2 separate regions of the Mus musculus genome follow, and region 1 is linked to region 2. Evidence: chromatin contacts called from public Hi-C data. All regions are on one chromosome and are shown on one strand. Each heading gives the region's core, a stretch centred on a gene start, on an enhancer-like site or on the middle of the called end of the contact. The rest is flanking DNA. Distances are from core to core; before and after follow the strand shown. Region 1 has its middle 11 kb from the start of Gm39331. Region 2 overlaps Gm31374 (a long non-coding RNA gene).

Region 1 (4,014 bases), core at 727-3,226, 610 kb after region 2:
TGTTTTCTGTTTGTCTTCTCTTCTGGGGAGGGAGGGTGAAGTGGGGGAGCGGCAGCCTTTTCTTGGAGCTCTGTTGATTTCTGCTTCTGCTGTGTAGGGATTTTCAATGACGAGGGTTTGATTTTCCTGCCTCCTTGGGAGTCTCATGCAATTTTTTAAAAACCCACTGGCTCTAGGAGTCCATTTCTGCTCCACGTTGCCTGCTGAGGAACCCAAGGCCTCCAGACTGAGCCAATTTTCCTTCTCCCTGTTTTGTGTGAGATGTGGAAAAGTCTTTGACTTAGGGTGCTTGAATGGAGTTGGTGCTGAGAGCTAGTGTGTGTGTGTGAGTGTGTGTGTGTGTGTGTGTGTGTGTGTGTGTGTTGAGAGAGAGAGAGAGAGAGAGAGGAGAGAGAGAATATATATGTATGTATGTTGTTGTTAGTGTTTGTGTTATGTATGTGTGTGAGTGTGTGTATGTGAGAGTATGTGCATGTGTGTGTACATGTGAGAGAGAGTTCGTATATGAGAGTGTGTATGTTTTTGTTAGTGTGTGTGTATGTGTGTGTGTGTGTGTGTGTGTATGTGAGAGTGTGTTAATGTGCATGTTTGTGAGTGTGTGAGTGTGTATGTGTGACTGTGTATTTGTGAGTGTGTGTGCATATATGTGACTGTGTGACTGTGTGTGTGTATGTGTGTGAGAGAGAGTATGTATATGAGAGTGTATATGTTTTTGTTAGCGTCTATTTGTGTGTATATGTATGCGAGAGTGTGTATGTATGCATGCATGACAGTGTGTATTTGTGAGTGTGTGTGTATGTGTGTGTATGTGAGAGAGAGTATGTGTACGTGTAAGAGAGTACGTATATGAGCATGTGTATGTTTTTGTTAGTGTGTGTGTATGTGAGAGTGTGTGAATGTGCGTATGTGTGATTGTGTGTATTTGTGTGTATGTGTGATTGTGTGTATTTGTGTGTGTATGTGTGAGTGTGTATGTTTGAGAGTGTGTGTGTGAGTGTGTATGTGTGAGTGTGTATGTGTGACAGTGTTTATTTGTGAGTGTGTGTGTATGTGAGAGTGTGTGAATGTGTGTGTGTGATTATGTGTATTTGTGTGTGTATGTGTGAGTGTGTATGTTTGAGAGAGTGTGTGTGTGAGTGTGTATGTGTGACAGTGTTTATTTGTGAGTGTGTGTGTGTATATATGTGTGTGTATACATCAGGGAAAGTGTACCTCTAGACAATGTGCCTTTGCTGAGTTGAAACAATGACTCTACAGACAATGAGATTCCAGTGAGCATGCATCTGCTCATGACAACTGCATACCCTGGAGAGAGCAGATGCTGACATCAGTTACGTGTATACTTAAGCAGGTAGAGTATCAAGACATAGGCCAACCACATGTGTGCTCCCAAGGCTGTGTGTGCTATCAGGTGTGCAGACCTCCATGAAACCTACAGCCAGAGACTTGCTGTGTGCAAGTGTGCCCGTGTGTTAGCTATCAGATGGAACTGTGAACATGTGCAATCACAAAAACATGTATGGGGCCTGCACCGATACACCAAGTTCAAGTCTTTGACTTATTGCTTTCTACAAGAGCAGGTATCTTTCAGTATATGTGTGCGTGAGTATAGACAAACACACATTTGCATGTGTGTTTCTGTTTGTGTGAACATTTGGGCATCCCAGGGCGTGTCTTTGTTGGTGTGGGTGCCCATTGCCCAGTGTGCATCTGCGGTTCCAGGGCACGTGTTCAGAGGGAGCTCGAGCAAAGAGGCTTGGGTTTGAGGCTGAGGATGTAGGGACTCATTTGCATGGTGTTCCCTGTGTTTGAGTTTGCTGTGTTCACAGCCCTGGAGAATTTAAAACAACAATAGTGACACCAACAAAGAGGAGTGGAAAATGATGTAACCCCGCATACATTTCTGGAGCCTCGGGAATGGTCCCTGTGCAGGCTATGATTCCAGCGGTGTCCGTTACCATGGTTATGGCTAAAGAGACTGCTAGCTCCTGTTTATTTTTAAATCCCCATCTCCATGACACCCCTTCCTGAAGCCCAAACCTCATCCTATCCACCCCAGGCTTCTTTTCCTCTTAGCTCATGGGGTGAGATCTCCACTCCCTCTACATTCTGAGGGGAACCTCGAAGGGTATTCTGACCCTTACACTTCCACCCTCCAGAAATCTAGGTGCCTCTGGAGGGTAACTCTAGATCAGAAGGCTTCTGGCAAACTACAGAGCTCTGCCGAGAGTCTCCCTTCCTGCTTACCCTTCGTATGAGCTCCTGGTCCAGCTTAGAGTTGGACTGTCAGGATTAATGGGAATAAGCCCATACAGAGATGGGTGATACTCATTTCATGACAGCTGAGCCCACCAGCCCAGGCTGAGGGTAATGGGATAGAGGGAGGAAACCTCGGGAAATAGAGCCCAGCCCAGGATGCCTTGGGCTTCATGCAATCTAACCTACCTCCTTTTAGCCCCCTGTCTGATTTGTGTTGGGTGAGTGAGGAGGAAGCTGAAAGAAGCAGAGTTTACCCTGAAAGGGTTGGAAGGCTGGGTAAAGTCGGGCCGAGGTGAGCCTTGCTCACAGGCTTTGGGATTGTACAAAGGCAGGGTAAACGGAGCCTGAAGCCATGGTTTACCTTGGTATTTTTTTCTAGTCCAAGCTGCACTATCACCCAGCTTTAGGTTCAGGGTGACATAGATTAGAGAGGGGTCATGCTGACATTTCCCACTTTGGGTAATGACCATCAATGCTCCCTGGCTTCTCTCCCCAGGCAGTTAGCTCCTTTAAGATAAGATGGTCTTTCCAGACTCTGCCCAACACTCTTCTTCCTAGATTGTGAGTACCTTATGGAGAGGGCCTGTCTTCGTTACTATTCTATTGCTGTGAAGAGACACTATGGCCAAGGCAGCTTAGAGGAGAAAGCATTAAGTTGGGACCGTGCCTACAGTTTCAGAGGGCTAGTGCATGATCATCATGGCTGGGAGCATGGCATCAGGAAGATAGGCATGATATTGGAGAAGTAGCTGAGAGCTTATATTTGGATCCAAAGACAGGAGGCGGGGGGGGGGGGGCGCACTCGGGGTGTGGGGGGGAGCTTTTGAAACCTCAGAGCCTATCCCAAGTGACATACCTCCTCCAACAAGGCCATGCCTCCTAATCCTTCCTAAACAACCCACCAGCTGGGAATAAAATCTAGGGGCCTGTGGGGCCATTCTCATTCAAACCACCACAGGGCTCCCACTACAGCAGGCATTCAATGAATTAAAGCTTTTCTAGCCAAGACCTCTGAGCCCAGAGCCTCCAAACCCAAGAGCATCTGCACAGAGAATTACTGTGTGCTTTTCCTTTCTCAGCATGGCTTCCTTATTTTTTAAAAATGATGGGTTACATTGAGTTATCTCTACCCATCCAGCCTGACATTTCATAATTCTATTAACTAATTGAATTGGATGGACATTATGGAAAATGTTGAACAACAGGCTAATTTATCTTTGAACATGAACCAGATGCCCTGGGTCAAAGTCAGGTCAGCAGAAGGCAAAGCAGGTGGACGTTGCCATCTCTCTCTGCAGAGGTGGGCAAAATCCGACAGTCATTTGGGAAGCCTGCAGTGGAGTGGCAGGTGTGTGCTTTCAGAGAACGTTCCTGAAGATCAGGAAGTTTGGTGGCTTTCCGGTACTTTACAGTGGTCATGGGCTCCTTTGAATTGTAGCATCTCGGTGTGTCACTGCAGTGGTTTCAAGGAACAAAATTGGGCACTACAGAAAAGCTTTGTACTTGAGAAACAAGTCAGAAGGGTGCGACTTGGTGTGGCCAGGACCACAGGGACTCCTAGGTTTCCTGGGTCATCTCTTGATAATTGCATCACTTACTTAACACATACAAGGTCCTGAGTTCATTCTTCAACACTGCCAAAAAGTGTGTGTGTTCAGGGAGGCCGGGGGGGGGGGGAGGGGGGGGAAGAGCGGGCAGTGTTGAACACAGAGATAGTATCAGAAAGTACCAGAAGATGAAGGTCATGTGGCAATG
Region 2 (4,347 bases), core at 1,769-4,268:
ATTATTTTAAATGTCGGCACTAACAGACTGTTTTCTTTTCAGAGATGCTCAGCACTCTCACGTCCTCTAACCTCCTCCCCATCCCTGTGTTCGTCAAAGGGCTTTGGCACAGCTCCCTAAGAGGCTAGGACTTGGCAGAGAAGTGAGTTTGATGTCTGTTGGTTGGTGGGTGGGTGGGTGCCTCTGTTTGGGTGAGCCCTTGTCTTAGACAGTGGCCTTCTGGAGTCTCTAGGGTGGAGATAGGGAGGGGACTGAAGTCAGTTACCCAACTCAATCCCCACCTCATCTGTGTCTGGGGGCTCTCATCCCCTTCTCCCTGACCTTGTATCTCCTTGGCTCAGCCTGTCCTGCTAACGAGCTGAGCCAGCCGCCTGGCGCCCGCCTCTCCAATGTGCTGACTCAGTCCCATGCCTCCTGCTTCCTCTGCCCTTGTTTGAAAACGCCAAGTTAATTGCTTCCAGCTCCAGGCTGCCCTAGTGGGGCACAGCCCTCCTTTCCTCTCCCTTCTTCACACCCAGAAGGGAGGCAGGCGAGCATCCTTCAGCCCCAGACCTGGCATCTGTGTGTGCTAGAATAGGCTTCCAGTGACCACTAGGAAAGAGGGGCATGTACAGGGAGGCAGGCTGGTACCCTTGGTACAGACCTCCATGTTTCCCAGCCCTTGAGGTACAGGAGTTACCAGCTTCTGCCAGGATGATGAGTTGCACCCTGAGACCACTTGGCAATGCCCTCTCAGATCTATGGCTAGATCCAGGGCTGAGAGAGGATGCGTGTTATGAGGGAGACCTGAGGCCTCAAAGAGAAAGAAAGGAAGGAGGGGGAGAAAAGATGGAAGAGAGAAATGGAGGGAGGAAGAAAAGAAGGAAGGAGAGAGAGAGAAGGGAAGGGAAGGAGGAAGGCAGGAGGAAAAGAGAGAAGGGAGAGAAGGAAAGAAAAGAATGAAACAAGAGGAGGCGGGAAGAGGGAGGAGGGAGAGAAAGAAGGAAGAAAAAAGGAAAGAAAAGAATGAAGCAAGATAGGGAGGAGGGAGGGGGAAGAGGGAAGAGGGAGGCAGGAGGGAGAGAAAAAAGGAAGAAGGAAAGAAAAGAATAAAACAAGAAAGAGAGGAGGGAGGAAGGAGAAGGGAGGGGGAGAGAGCCAACAGAATTTCTTACAGAGTAATGCTCACAGAATTCCCATAGGATGGGCTTACAGATGTGCTACCGGGGTGAGAGTCAAAATATTTAACAACAGAATGGTATCAGCTTTGACTAATGGGATGGAAACCCCCCGCATGAGCTGGTCAGGGTCCTAGAGACCTTCTGAACTGTGTCAGGCGTTAACCCTTCAATTGCTGGGCCTCAGGAAGGCAGGGCAGGGGTGAGCTGACGGTACCTGGGGAAGTCTCTCCACGTTCCATGAGCCCAGTAATGGTGGCCTTTCGTCTCTGCTTTCTAGTATGCACACAGTGCCAAGACCTGGTGTCTGACAGGGCTTCACCCCGTGTTGAAGGAATGGCGACTGTCGCTCTGGAACGCTGGAATAACTGGGGAGAAACAGACTAGACAGATGATCAGGTGCGTGGGGGCTGGGGGCTGGGCAGGGCAAGCTGAGGGCCAAAACTCCAGGGGCAGTTCCCTTTGAGGTTCTGGGTGTTGGCGTTCCTGCCCGCAGATGGGCCCCTGGCTCTGGGTGCTCAAGGACAGGTAAATCCCTCGGAGATGAGTGTGTGGGGTGCTGTAATGATACGTATCAGTTCGGTTATTTTTATTACTGTGACAAAAAGGAGGAAGGCAGAGACTGGGTTGGGGGAGCTGTCTATCAGGCATCACTAAGGAACAGACAGAAAGCCCCGCCCGCCGTGGGTCGGCAGCAGGTGGGATCTTCTGTGAGTCAAGTGCTTTTTCCGCTTTTTACGTTTCTTTTTTCCTTCACTCTAGCATTCTTGGAATGTACTCCTGTCACCCTGTCTTTCAGAGTACAGGGGGAAGGCCCAAGGCAGTGGGAGGAGACAGAGGTCTGGCTGATTCTCTTCCAGGAAAGGGGTCACTCTATCTGCTCACCTTCCAGGTCCCCAAACCGGGAGCGTCACACGGACACCGTCAGGTGAATCCCAGGACAGTCAGTTTCAGGGCTTGCCAGGGCCCTGGTGAGCTTCCAGTGGCCCACGCAGGCTGCCCGGGTTCCCAGCTTTCCACTGGGGTACTAGCGATCACGTGCTTCTCCCTCCCGGCTTTCCTCCCTGGGTCTCCAGCCAGCCCGCCGGCTTGATGAATTAGCCCCATAGATATTCCGTCGGGAAAGCAAACACATATCATATATATCTTTGACAAGTTATTATTCTCCCTTATCAGGATTCGGGTGGATCTGTGCCCGCCATTACTCAAGCTGCACACTTGCTCTGTTGGGGACCAGGCTCTAGACACGCGAGGAAGTACTGTCCAGGCAGCCCAGCCCAGGGCCTGCCCTGCCTGCAGGCTGTGCTGTGTGGTTGTGTGTGAGCTTAGGGGTGTGGGTAGGGGAGTGGGGTCTCTTGACACTGTCATAGTCCAATGACTGGCAGATCCTTTCCATGTGGAGGCTAGGTGTGGCCAAAATGAACTGGAGGTGTTCCGACCTTTAATTCTTTCATCTGAGATTCGGAGGTGGGGGTGCAGGGTGGGGGGCGGCATGAGTTGTGTCCCAAGGAATAAGGTCTGGTTTGGGACTCACTCTTGTCTATTTTGTGGGGCTGAGCTGGGACTTTGGTTGTCTTTTGCATGGGCCTTTTAGTGACCTGCTGGCAGAAGAGGTCACCCTGCCACCTACCACCAGTGCCTGAGTTTCTCAGAGCCAAAAGGGGCTCCTGGAGGCCAGCCCTTAGCCCCATGGTAGCCAAGGCTCGCTGGCCAGTGAGGGCTAATGAGTAAGATGTAAATGGGTATTAGTGCTCTCAGCCTGGCTGCCGGGCTGTGATTTGTCATCTCTCACCCCGCACATTCCCATTTCCCCAGAGGCAGGCTCCATATTAACAAGTCCTCTACTTAGGAATATAAATGGGGCATCTGCAACTGCTCCTGACAGCCTGCAGGCTGCTAATGCACTCCGGCCTTGGGGGCTGGGGGAGGGCCCACTGGTTCAGCTAGCTTCTGAAGTAAGAATGGTGGAGGGGAGGCCCGGCTGCCTTCACTGGAGAGGGACTGCCTGTGACTCCACACTGCCTCGACTTGCAGAGCTGATGGAACTGTGAGGAGCCACCTCCCTCCCCAGTTCCAGGCTTGCATGCCATCTGCCATCTCTGGCTTCCTCCAGATCTGATATTTCAAGGAAGTAACTTGTCCTGTTCTGGGACTGACACAGAGTTTCTTAGGTCCAAAGGAGAAGTCGGGTGTGTGTCTGTGGGGGGTGGGGGCTCTTATTGAGGATAGAAGTGATCTTACCCCTGTATAAAGAGTTTCGTGTAGCCCAGGCTGGCCTCTAACTCACTACGTACTTGAAGATAGCCTTGAACTTCTGATCTTCCTGCCTTTATTTTCCTAGTGCTGGAATTATATAGGCTTGTGTGACCGTGCCTGGTTTTATCTGATGCTAGGAATCAGAGTGAGGACTTTGACCATGATATGTAATCACTATCAGCTGAGCTATGCATTCAGGAGATCTGATTCTGACACCCTGTCAGTGGTGGGGTGTGGTTTGGCCGTTGGCCACAGTGTCCAGCCTCAGCTCCAGCTGTGGGCAGAGCCTTGGATTCTCAGGGTCTAGTGCCTGTCTAGTACCTGTAGAAGGTACTGAAACAAAGGTATTGGCTGTAATTATCATCACAGCCACTAGAGGGCAACGCAGGCTTATGTTTCTCTCTTCTAGAGGGCAGAGGACTCAGGGAGGGATAAGAGATAAGGGTGTTGAGGCTGACTGAAGTCCTTTGCTCTGGGAATGTTTCTGGTTCCTCTATTCTTTGTAGTCTATTACTGCCGAAATTCTTCAATTCCAAGTAAAGGAAGAAAGATCTTAAAGATATTTAAACCCATGGTGGTGTGGGTTTAACACTTATGTATAACACTTATTTTACTGCCATTAAGAAAAAAATCAGTGAGAATTTCAAAGGTTAAAAGGCTTTGTAGAGTGGCCAACCCATGACTGGTCTAATTTGAGGTCCTGACAATGAGAGGGAACCCGTGCCCAACACTGCCTGGTGACTTGGGACCAGAGGCTGGAGAGCTCACAGACCTAGGATAGAAAAAAAAAATCAATAAAATGATTCCTAAGATATCCTTATATTCTCACAGATTGCTGCCTATCCCAGCCATCAGAGAGGCTTCCTCCTGCTGCTGATGGGAGCAGATGCAGAGACTACAGTAAAACATTAGGCAGAGAGAGAGAGAGAGAGAG

The links. Hi-C and Micro-C count contacts between places; a contact is called where the count stands out from the background.
Region 1: a Hi-C map of cortical neurons shows a contact between it and region 2, with 2.2 times the contacts expected there. The contact joins two enhancer-like sites. A contact is called at or near these places in 1 of 484 Hi-C or Micro-C datasets (cortical neurons) and 1 of 9 other capture datasets (embryonic stem cells).

What each region holds. Positions count from the first base shown.
Region 1 is chr9:46,964,280-46,968,293 of GRCm38.p6, forward strand. No RefSeq gene overlaps it. Among named protein-coding and RNA genes, the nearest start is that of Gm39331, 11 kb to the left of the region's middle. Within about 2 kb of position 1,977, at least 23 of the 459 cell types and tissues checked have an H3K27ac peak or open chromatin away from gene starts, as enhancers often do. A contact at or near this core is called in cortical neurons, where this site is marked.
Region 2 is chr9:46,350,438-46,354,784 of GRCm38.p6, forward strand. Gm31374 (a long non-coding RNA gene) reads left to right here. Exons shown (of 3, transcript XR_379350.2): 2 at 43-142; 3 at 1,438-1,603. Among named protein-coding and RNA genes, the nearest start is that of Gm31374, 2.9 kb to the left of the region's middle. Within about 2 kb of position 3,019, at least 17 of the 459 cell types and tissues checked have an H3K27ac peak or open chromatin away from gene starts, as enhancers often do. A contact at or near this core is called in cortical neurons, where this site is marked.